Linked DNA regions of Gossypium hirsutum: region 1 is linked to region 2. Evidence: chromatin contacts called from public Hi-C data. All regions are on one chromosome and are shown on one strand. Each heading gives the region's core, a stretch centred on a gene start, on an enhancer-like site or on the middle of the called end of the contact. The rest is flanking DNA. Distances are from core to core; before and after follow the strand shown.

Region 1 (5,585 bases), core at 3,065-5,564, 310 kb before region 2:
TTTATAATATTTTAATTATGTTAATTTAAATTAATTGCATAAAAAGTTCAAAAATTATATATCGCGAATGAAATAAATCACAATATCGTTATAAATATATAAAAATTAATACACATTAAGAGTGTATAGAATATGGATATATTGAATTAAGAATTGAACATATACAAATATATTCCTTTTGTACCTAAAAATGAGATTATTGGATAAATTCGAAAGTGAATTTGAATTAAGAAGAACAAAAACAGAAACTTGAAAAGAATAAATTTGAATTGAGACAACCTAAATACAACTAACCCAAAATGTCCAAAAATTTACAAAGAAAAAAAGACTAGCTGCAAAATCTGCCTACAATATAATCTGAGAGAGATACTAAGAATGGAAAACCAAATATTTATTTATATAATATATATATATATAAAACTATCTCATGTTACAACATTGAGGCCTTGTCTGCTTTTGCAACTTGTCCCACATGCACATCATTTGTCTGGGTGACTGGTAATGAGCTGTATAATAACCTTCTATGCATCCGAATTGGCAAAACTTCAAACTATGTATATAATCCACCGCCTTTGAGCTGTTGAATTTCTCCACCCACATCCCCATACTCACATCTTCCATCTTGAACAACTGCCCATTTTTCATTTTTTAATTTTTTATTATTATTTCAATATATATACACATATATCATTATAAACATCCCAGCAGCACCGTGATCTTGTAAAACAAAAATGAGAGACGATACTGTTAACTTACACTTAAATTGTGTTTCTCAAATTCAGAGACGATGAAGTGTGCTATGTCAGATGACATTATATATCCTGGTCCATTTGCATATGGCGGATAAACTTCCTCTGCCCACTCCTGTATACATGAATAAAGGGTTTAGACTGTATTTCTCGAGTATGTGTCCTTCGAATATGTGTCGAATGTAGGTACTTAAAGAAAATGAATGCATACCTCATATGTTACTGCCCATTTACCAGCACGTAGGGGCCGGTGGTAGTAGTTGATGTTGCCAATATAGAAGCTTCGATCCGGATGTACTTTCTTTGCTTCGTTAATTACTGCATCTACTCTCACAAATGTGTCATCGTCACACTTCATTATATACTTGGCGGCTGCTACACGACCCTGTTTCAAACAAACTCTTTAAACAATCTTCAAGAAGATGTTCAAATATTGATTTCTTTGAACTTGGAAATGTTTTTACTCACCCCATATTCACAGATGGCAACAGTTTTTAACACGACAAGGTCGTAGTTGTCCATATATGGCACAATGACGACATCTCCGAAAAATTCTGCTTCCCTCTTCAGTTCTACATTCACTTCCTTTCTTGCATGCTGTACGAATATAAGGAGTTGCTGGTTAAAAACAGAACTTGAGGTGTGAAACTATTGAACTTGTAAGTGTAGAATAAGTCTCGACTTACCATTGCCACAAAGAAACGAGCAACTACATGTGAAGATTTAACAAGTTTATGCTGCATCCAAGACTTCCTTACAGCCATTCGCTCAGCAAAATGATTGCCTGCAGAAAGTACACCAATAAACAAATCCACAGGTTGCTCAGAAAGTGGTGGAGCCTTCCATCTATTGGACATCTCAAGATGCCTTTGAGGAGCAAAACTAGGATGTGACGTAGGCAAAGATGCCGCAAAAATAGAGTGGACATCAACATCTCCATTCAACATTAGTCCGGTGGCATCCTCAAGGGTATACCCCTGTCAACAAGATCAAATCATATCAAGAACGAATCAAGATGCAACATGATAATAATACTAAGTCAACGTCATACAACTTACAGTCCGATAAGGAAAAGAAGTAATATGCCTCCCATCAACACTAACATGGTATCCCTCCAAACCAGCACTAAGTGTCAGGACAAAAAGCTTCCCCTCAGTGAATGGGAAGGGCCAGTCAACAGTCACCTTTTTTGTTCGACCTATTAACCTTTTCAACCACCATGTTGCATTAGACTCCACAGAACGGTCATTATCATCTCGTATCCACTTCTCACACTTGACCTGACCATCAACTGCAGAGTAGACAATTTTGTGGGCATAAGAATCAGTGATGAAATTAATGAAGCCCATTGCAGACAATTCAAAACAGCAATATTGTAATTTTGCCGACGGTGAAGCAAGGACTGCAAGGAAAGAAGAAATAATTGGGAAACCTATGGGAGTTTACCAAAGGAGAGAACTTTCTTACTTATTTTATCTCTTTGTCTAGGCAAAAGAGAGCTCTAGAACAACATGATTAAACCGCAAAGCAAATCAGATAGGTTTTTTTAAAGTTTTTGGGGGCAACCTATCTCTCCTATTTGCTTCCAAGCTACATATATCAGTAGCCAATGTTTTGACGAAATACAAGAAAAATTGCAATCCATCATATTTAAAAAGGAGATTTTGTAGAAGCAAATGCCACAGAACTCAAAATGCTAACCATAAAATCACGAGTCACAAGAGACGGCAAATCTCAAATATCACCAGCAAGCACGCCATGGTTCATCTCTTAAACAAGGAAGAAAAGCAAAAGAACAAAAACAAAATGGCAGGAAATAGCCTTTGCAGATCCGCATAGCAACTTTATGTTACTCCAGTTCTTTATTTTCTTTGAAGTATCTATATCTAATACCTGTGTCTGACATGTATTCGGACATAGCTGGGGCTTACAGTCCTTCAAATATATGAAATAACTTAAAAGAAATCAAACATACCATACCATACACACACACACATGCTAATGAATAAATTCACTAAGAAAAATAAAATTTGCATTCGGAAACACCCTAAATCTAGCGTCTAGAATTAACATACGAACATATTAGACAGGCCTTAATCCCAAACCAAAATATTTCACCGATCAAGAAGATGCTAAGAAGAAATCAATTACAAAACACAAATATTTCTTAATTTAGAGAAGGTAAAAGTCTAACTAAAAACTACCAACAGATTAAGATTTAAAGGTTCTAACGCAAATCCAACAAAACAACCTTTTGGTCACCAAATATAATTCACCTCTGATTAGCATGTGCATCAACATAGCCTTCAATAAAAAAAAAATAGAAAAGCCAAACTCACCAGTCTCATCGTCAGCCTTGGATTTCCACCCTTCACAACGCATGGCAGTTCCCCACTGCATCCTATAACAAGTGTTCTGCTCGATCACCGGCTTCCTACTCCAATCCCCTTTCAACCTGGGATTAAAATGAAGAATCCGCGGTGGGTCCTCCCCATCCACCGTCTTCAACCCCTGCAATTCCATCATAAACTGCGAAACCATAACAGAATCTTCCCCGGATTTTAGCAACGCAATCCTCGGATTTGTCTCCGCATGGGCTGCTCTCGGTTTCCCCACCACCGTTATGTGAGACCCCAAAGTAAGCCCGCAGGGAAGCACCATGACCTTGCCGTGGGCCAAAAACTCCGATTCCGATAAAGAAACCGAAGGCCTACATAGTTCGGATTCATTCTTGGGTTTTTTGGGTTTATTTATAGAGCCAATTTTGACTTCCCCTGATTCGAGTTCTTCCCACAGCTTTCTCCCAACTTCCCAAGCAACTTTTGCTGACTTATGGAGCTCCAACGACCCGTCTTTCGCAGTCGGGTCAAAGGATTCGGCATCAAAAGACAAACGAGAGAGGATCGTAGACTGGAGTTTTAGTTGCTTCTGATGGTGAAACTGAGTTGGGGTGGGCGCGTTCTTGGAAACCCAATTCAAGGGACGACTCGGTGCCTCTTTGTATTGAAATTCAACCTCGCTAGCGAGTCTAGGAACCCGAGTTAATGGTTCCTGAGACAAAGTATTTAACCTAGTCCGGAACACAAATGGGATCTCGACGGTAACCAAAACTAAGTACAGAAAACCAAGGATGAACAGAATCTGAACCGATCGTTGCTTTGCTAAGGAAATGAACATATCGAATCTGTCTAATCTATCTAGCTTCGATAACTTCGATTTCTTCATTTCCTTATCCCCTCCCACAACCCAAAAAGGACAACCGATGAAATCAAGAGACAGAGACGGAAAATGGAAGAGAAAATTTATAGTAGTCTTCAAAGAGGGTGAAAGAGTTTGGGGTTATAAATGTGGGAAAGGAAACGCGTAAAAGGAGGTACTTAGAAGCTATGGTATAGATTCTATCACAACAAAAATATAAAAACAAAGTAAATTTGATAAACCGCTGTTAATTAATTTAATTTAAATTGATTTATGAAATGGGATTCTTCGTTGGAAAGGCCGCCATGTTTCAGCTTTTAATCTCCGGCACTCAATATTAGGTGTCCATCATCTGTTTAACTCTCCCGCCCACGTGTTCACTTTTCTTTTCATTTATACAAATATTAAGAGGCCGGAATCCGTCCCAGTATGGGTTCAGCCAAAGAAATTCCATTTTTGAATACCTTAAATTAATTCCTTTAGTATGTCAACAAATTAAGTAAAAGGTAAAACATATTGTATTTTTATTTTAGAATCAAATTTGATATATTATTAGTGGAGTTTTTTTAACTTTATAAGTAATGTTAGAGATTGATAAATATCTTATAGTAAAATATTAAAAAAATAAATATTTAAAGAACACATACAATTTTTTAAAATTATTTGTAAAATAAATATATATATTAAAAATTACTAAATACTAACCCTTTTACTTTTTATATAAAATTAGAAGCTTAAAATTTTAAAACACTTTCATTATAAATAAAATTTTAAAAATATATGGCACAATAATAAATTTAATCCTCAATATTTGTATTTTTTATCATTTTGGCTTTTTTTAAAGTTAAATTTAACCATTGACTTTTTTAAAAAAAGTTAAATTTTTTTAATAGAGGTGTTGACTAAAATATTAACTTTTAATAATACAGACATGACAATCCATGTGGCAGTCCATATATATTTCATATTGACATTCCATTATTTGTTTTATATGTCATATAAATAAATAATTTAAAATTTTATAAAAATATCCAATATGTATAAATATAAAGTTCATACAAATTTAAAAAACATATTTGGGCAAACTACATTAGTAGTCACCTAACTATGTTTTTTTTCTCTTTTCTAGTCCCCTAACTATTGATATTTTTTTTTTGTCACACAACTATTCCATTGTTTTTTTTGGTCAACCAACTATCTTGGATTTTTTGGCATTTCTATTTTTACATTAACCCATTAGTGACAAAAACAAAAACAAACTTGAATAGTTAGGTGGCATTTTTGTAACTTTTCATAGTTGGGTGATTAAAAAAGAAATTTACTAATAGTTGGATAATCATTTTGTAACATTTGATAATTGAATGACAAGGAAAAAAAACCATAATTAGGTTACTACTAATATAATTTGCCTTTTAAAAAAAATTAAACAGATTTTTAATCGATTCAACATGCTTTTGATCAATGTATATCTTTCAGGCAGAATAGATATGGTTCTCGATTTGATCAGTAAGATTGGCTCAACCTTTTCGGGTTTTTTTAACGTATCATGCTATCTATATATACTTATATATAAAAGGAAAGTCCTTTGGCCGTTTCTATCTTTCGTGTCACACTTAAAAAAAACTTTCTAATGGGAAT
Region 2 (5,604 bases), core at 785-3,284:
TTATTGAAAAACTAGAACTCTTATTAGTTTTTATGGCTCAATTAAAGCCATCCAAATTTATAATTGCTGATATGAAAGAAAGTAAACAAAAAAAAACCTCTACAAAGTGTATGTTTACAAAAAATTAAGCTTTCAAATAAATGAAATGAGAGTAATAAAAATCTAACAATAAACTCTTATTGACTATTTACAAGAGAAATGAAATAATGAGAAATTGAATACTTTTCTCTTGTGTTTGATGCTTGGATATCTCCATCTTGTGTCTTGATCTATCTTTGACTTGTATTTTTTTAAGGAATGAATTTGTGAACATTTATGGGTCGTTAGAGATAAATTCTTGCCGTTGAGAGCATTAAGTTTGTGCGTAAAAACTATCCTTGTAACCCAGGTCATGAAACATGGCAAGATGTCTCGAGATATGGTTGAAAAATAGTCATTATATAGTCGTTGGTTGGCTATGTCTCGAGACAAACATGCCAATGTCTCTAAACATGGAACCCATAAAGCAAAATTTTAGTTTTAAAATTTCATGTCTTGAGACATATAGTCCTATGTCTCAGGACTACGTCTTAAGACTTGACTACGAAAGTTCCTTAAGAACATTTTAAACATCTTAGAACACTTTGGTATTGACTCAAAAACATTTGGATAAATTAAAACATATTTTCACTAAATGGCTTAGAAAAATATAATATATAAAATTTATCTTAAATGCTATTATATTAAAAGCGTGGGAAATCAAAGTTAATAGCAAAAGTTATGCATATTTGTAGAATATTCAAAAAGAAAATGGGGTAAGCTATTTTATAATCCAAAGGACCAAATGGACACAGTGTCGATTTGTAAGACATTCCTTAGGAAAAGTTACATAAACAAGTTCAAGTCTCGAAACCCATTGGAAATACAATAATCCAAGAGGTTTTAGTCATGATATTATTCCAAGTGATGAACTTGAAAATGGTCAACATCATAAAAAGCTTTGGCTTAGGGGGATAGTTTCCTTAGGATAGAAGTTGTTCATGATGGTCTAGTTTATCAAATAGATGACCTAGTAAACTATGATGATACTATGCAATAATGTTGATTTCAAGTCCTTAACCACTAGCTCATCATGCAGCTTCCTGATCTTGCCCTTCAAGTTTTGAATTTCCATTTCTAGTTCCAAAACCCAAGCCTCAAGATAACAAGCCTTTTGCACGCTTGAGGAATTACCGATATTAGCTTATGGATTATTATAGTCCCAGAACCTAAGCCGTATTATTTTAAGGTGGATTATTTTTACTAACAAGTAATAAGAGTGTCAGTTCATGGATTCCTTAAAACTAAAATCGATTTAGTCCTATGCATTTTAACTGGTTAGCCAATCTTTTTCACACTACCATCTTCATCTCCTCGCTAAACTAATTGGTAGTTATTTAAGCTCGATCTAATTTGAAATATGAGTTTAAAATTTTATTTAAATTAGTTCATAATTGTAAACAGTTAGGTTGAATTTATCTAGATTCCCTTGTATTATTTTTTTAAAAAAAAGTTACTATTTTTTAATATTTAGTAATTATATATAAGTATACTATCATTATATTTTTTATTTTATTAAAAAAATTTATATTTACATTATAACATAATATACTTAACTTCTATATATAAATAACATAATACATAAAAGAAAAGAAAAGAAAAATAACATATTATATACTTAAAAATCGAACAGATTAGGCCGAATTTGGGCTTTGAATATTAAAATTAGAGTCTAATCCATATTTTAAAAGAGCCTAATTTTTTTAAAACTTATTTTTCTACCCTAATATTAACCTTCTAAATTTTAACTCAACTTTCCAACTTAAAAAGTTAATCCGAACAATTCTTACCAAACAAGCCCACAAAAATGTATCATTGGTAGAAAAGGGCATGGAATTAAACCAAGAACAATTTCATAAACAACTAAAGGCCCGGAAATTTGCTATCATCATTGATCCATGGAAGAATTATCAATTACAAAAGTAAGCCCAAGAGAGTATCGTCAGTGTTGGGCCAACCAGATGAGTCAGCTCCGAGTGAGCAAAGCTAGCAAGCCATATTATACTAATGGAAACTGACCCTAGTACCTTCTTTCTTCATCCACGCTCTGCTGCTTCTTCATTTTGTTCGATTCTTCCTTTATTAATCAATCTTTTAGCTCCCTAACTTCAATTTTCTTCTTAGGATAACCCCTTGTTTTTCAGGATGGAGGTGCCTTACTCTTTCCTTTTTCTTCCCTCTCTCTCGCTTCACTTTTATGCTTAATAACAGTTTTGGTTTCTGGGTTTTGTTTTCCTTCTGATTACGGGGAAATGGTGTTTTTTTTCCTCTCTTTTTTTGTTTATTACTTTGGTTTTGAGTTTGGGTTTTCAAAAAATGATACTATTGTCTTGGTTGATCATCAAAAATAGAAAAGGAATAATTTAGGGACGGTTTCTGAGAATTTCTAGGGTGATCATCAATGATAGCTTGAAGAACTAGCTTTTGTTATATATATAGAATTGTTTGAATTGTTGAATATTTTTTGGACTTTTACTAACATAATAGGTTCAATTAGTGTAATTTTGTAAGATTCATAATCTAGGAATTTAAACAAAACATATTGCAATTTGATTGTTATTTTTGTGAACTTGCCAGAAGGTGGGAATTTTATGTTGTGGATGTAATTATTGGTGCAAAAGACATCATTTGAGGTAGTTCCTGGTACAGGGTCCGGTATGTCAAGTAGCCTGGGGATGCTATGTTCTATTGGCTATTTCCATTGGGGCCCATTGTGCCATGTCTAGTGATAATTTAGCATGTCCATCGACTTCGGACCTGCGAACTCAGCCCGTGGCTGCCCTTGATAAGGAGGGCATTGGACCTGCGATGACGTCTATACCAATGATTGCTTGTTCAACTTCTCTGTCTGAGGTTCCTCTGTTATTTTGTGGCTTGCCTTGAAAATAAAATTAGTTATGGCCATAGGCATTTTCAGTGGTTGATTCGTGTAGCATTCAGTGGCTTTATTTCAGTATTTCTGTTTCCTTTTGTTGTTTTTCGGTTCAATGGTGACTTTGTGCTAAACATTTTTGGTAATGATTTGTTAGCACCACTCGGGTGGAAGTGGGACCAACAAGAACAAACAAATGGTGGAGCAGTTGCAGCGATATGGAGTGATTTCATCAAAGAAGGTTGTTGAAGTAATGGAGACTATTGATAGAGCATTATTTGTACCTGATGGGACCCCAGCTTATGTCGATAGTCCAATGGCAATAGGTTACAATGCCACCATTTCTGCACCTCATATGCATGCTACCTGCCTTCAGTTATTGGAGGAAAATTTGCAGCCCGGCATGCATGCTTTAGACATTGGTTCAGGTCTCTTTTCACTCCATTATGTCGTATCTGTGCTTTTCAGATTCTTTCATATATACTACTCTCTTGAAATGGTGGAATATCAAATGTGCTGCACTTATTCTCTTGATGTTAATCTCACTTTGTCAATGGTCATTGAGAAACAGTCGACCATACTAGTTGATGGCTGCATCCAATCATCCTGCATTTAGGAAATGTTTTTAGTGAAACCATCAAAATCCAATCTCAAGTGTTTACGACTCTATGGTAGTGGCGGGAAAACGAAAGGTTGTTTGAAGAACACTAGTGTTATAAACTTTCAAGTGTCCGAAGGCTTTTTGGATCATTATCATAACACTTTTTGCATAATTTAGTCATTGATAGCAGTCTAATATTTTTATTTTCCTTTTCTTGTGGAAAGGCTTATTTTAGTTTTCATCATGCATTTGTTCTGTAGGAACGGGGTACTTGACTGCTTGTTTTGCAACAATGGTTGGACCACAGGGTCGTGCTATTGGTGTGGAACATATTCCTGAATTGGTTGCTTCTTCTATAAAAAATATTGAAAAAAGTGCTGCGGCTTCGCCATTGAAAGGAGGTTCTCTTTCAGTGCATGCTGGCGGTATGTACTTATCAGAACTTGATATATTGAAACAGGATTTGCTCTAAACCATAAACCAAATTCAACAGGAATGAAAATGAGTTAGTTGTCTGAGTTGAACTTTTCATAAAGAACTAATATATTGAGAGACAATGTTTCCATGAATGTTTGTGATTGATGGTTTGATCATGTACATTGTCATAGATGGCCGAGAAGGTTGGCCGGAACATGCACCCTATGATGCTATACATGTTGGAGCAGCAGCACCAGAAATACCTCAGCCCCTTATTGATCAATTGAAGCCCGGCGGTAGAATGGTGATCCCTGTAGGAAAAATATTCCAAGATTTGCAAGTGGTGGACAAGAATTTGGATGGTTCGGTTAGCATTAGAAGCGAGACTGCTGTTCGATACGTACCTTTGACCAGTCGCGATGCACAGTTGAAGGGTTATTGAGCTCAGGTAAGTACCTTATTTTCAGGTGGTTCCTGTTATTGAATCCAGTATTGTACAGAATATCGGAGTTTTTTTTTTTTTTCGGACTTGCACCGTTGTATAAATGGCATGCTTTTCATATGTTTGAACTTGGAACATAATGAAAATGCTTCCTGGAAGCAATCCATGGCACAGTGAAAGATGATTATATGAATCTGTTTTGGTTTTTCTCTGTTTTCCAACAATATTATGCATTTTTCATATCATTGTTGTAGATGATAGTTTAGTTGAAACAAGTTTCTCCCAAATGATGACCAACTCTCTGGATAAAAATATTTCATACAAATATTTTGCAAAACTTCAGAACTGTTAATAAAATGAAAAGAAATAGAAATAGAAATAGGAAAGGGCAAATATGAAATAAAAAACCAACAGCAACATATAGTCTTAATCTATAATCATTTCAGCTCAAAAGGGGCTTCGCCTTGGTTTTTGCTCTGCAACATTTACTCTTAGAGCTCTTCCATCCAGACTCTGCAACAATACACATGAAAAAAGTTTATAAATCAAAAATCTTGGTTACTTACATCAGATACTGATATATGATTAATGTATCTGTCCATCGAGACATACCTGTCCATCGAGAGCAGCAATGGCATCATTCAGTTCAGTCTCTGAGGACATAGTCACAAAACCGAAACCACGCGAACGGCCAGTCTCCCTGTCATAGACTACACGAGCCTCCAATACTTTACCATGTTCACCGAAAATTTGTTCCAATCGAGCATTACCCACACCCCATGGAAGGTTACCCGCATAGACTCTAAAAGCTTGTTCATAAACATGAGGGGATTGGTCGATACCTGATCCTCTAGGAGAGGCCTTATTTACGGTCAAGAGCCTTCCATTGAGATCCTGTTTAAAAGCAAGAATGACTAAGCACAAGCGCCTAATACAAACTTCATAGCACAATAATGCACAATTGAGATCATTATATGCCAAGGATCTCATACTTTTGCCAAACAATCTGGATCTGGAATGACATAGAAAGCGATTAAGTAGGAAATTTTGAGCAAAAGAAAAGGCTTACATAACCATTAAATGTTTCAGCAGCCTTCTCAGCTTCCTCTGCTGAACTCATAGTTATGAAGCCAAACCCACGGCTTTGCTCAGTATCCCTATTGTAAATAACCTGCAAACCTAGAAAACAAACAA

The links. Hi-C and Micro-C count contacts between places; a contact is called where the count stands out from the background.
Region 1: a contact with region 2 is called in a Hi-C map of leaf, with 4 times the contacts expected there. The contact joins the promoter of LOC107887280 here to the promoter of LOC107887285 in region 2. A contact is called at or near these places in 6 of 34 Hi-C or Micro-C datasets (leaf and seedling).

The regions. Positions count from the first base shown.
Region 1 is chrA03:24,028,566-24,034,150 of Gossypium_hirsutum_v2.1, reverse strand. It overlaps LOC107887280 (hydroxyproline O-galactosyltransferase GALT6), which reads right to left and starts at 4,314. Exons shown (of 7, transcript XM_016811471.2): 1 at 3,089-4,314; 2 at 1,808-2,040; 3 at 1,436-1,726; 4 at 1,218-1,346; 5 at 961-1,134; 6 at 757-864; 7 at 250-630. The coding sequence starts at 3,974. The coding sequence ends at 421.
Region 2 is chrA03:23,711,803-23,717,406 of Gossypium_hirsutum_v2.1, reverse strand. It overlaps LOC107887285 (protein-L-isoaspartate O-methyltransferase 1), which reads left to right and starts at 2,034. Exons shown (of 5, transcript XM_016811474.2): 1 at 2,034-2,229; 2 at 2,728-2,931; 3 at 3,108-3,378; 4 at 3,812-3,976; 5 at 4,160-4,617. The coding sequence starts at 2,224. The coding sequence ends at 4,410. It overlaps LOC107887895 (probable galactinol--sucrose galactosyltransferase 2), which reads right to left. Exons shown (of 18, transcript XM_041099198.1): 16 at 5,480-5,589; 17 at 5,023-5,304; 18 at 4,494-4,923. The coding sequence ends at 4,858.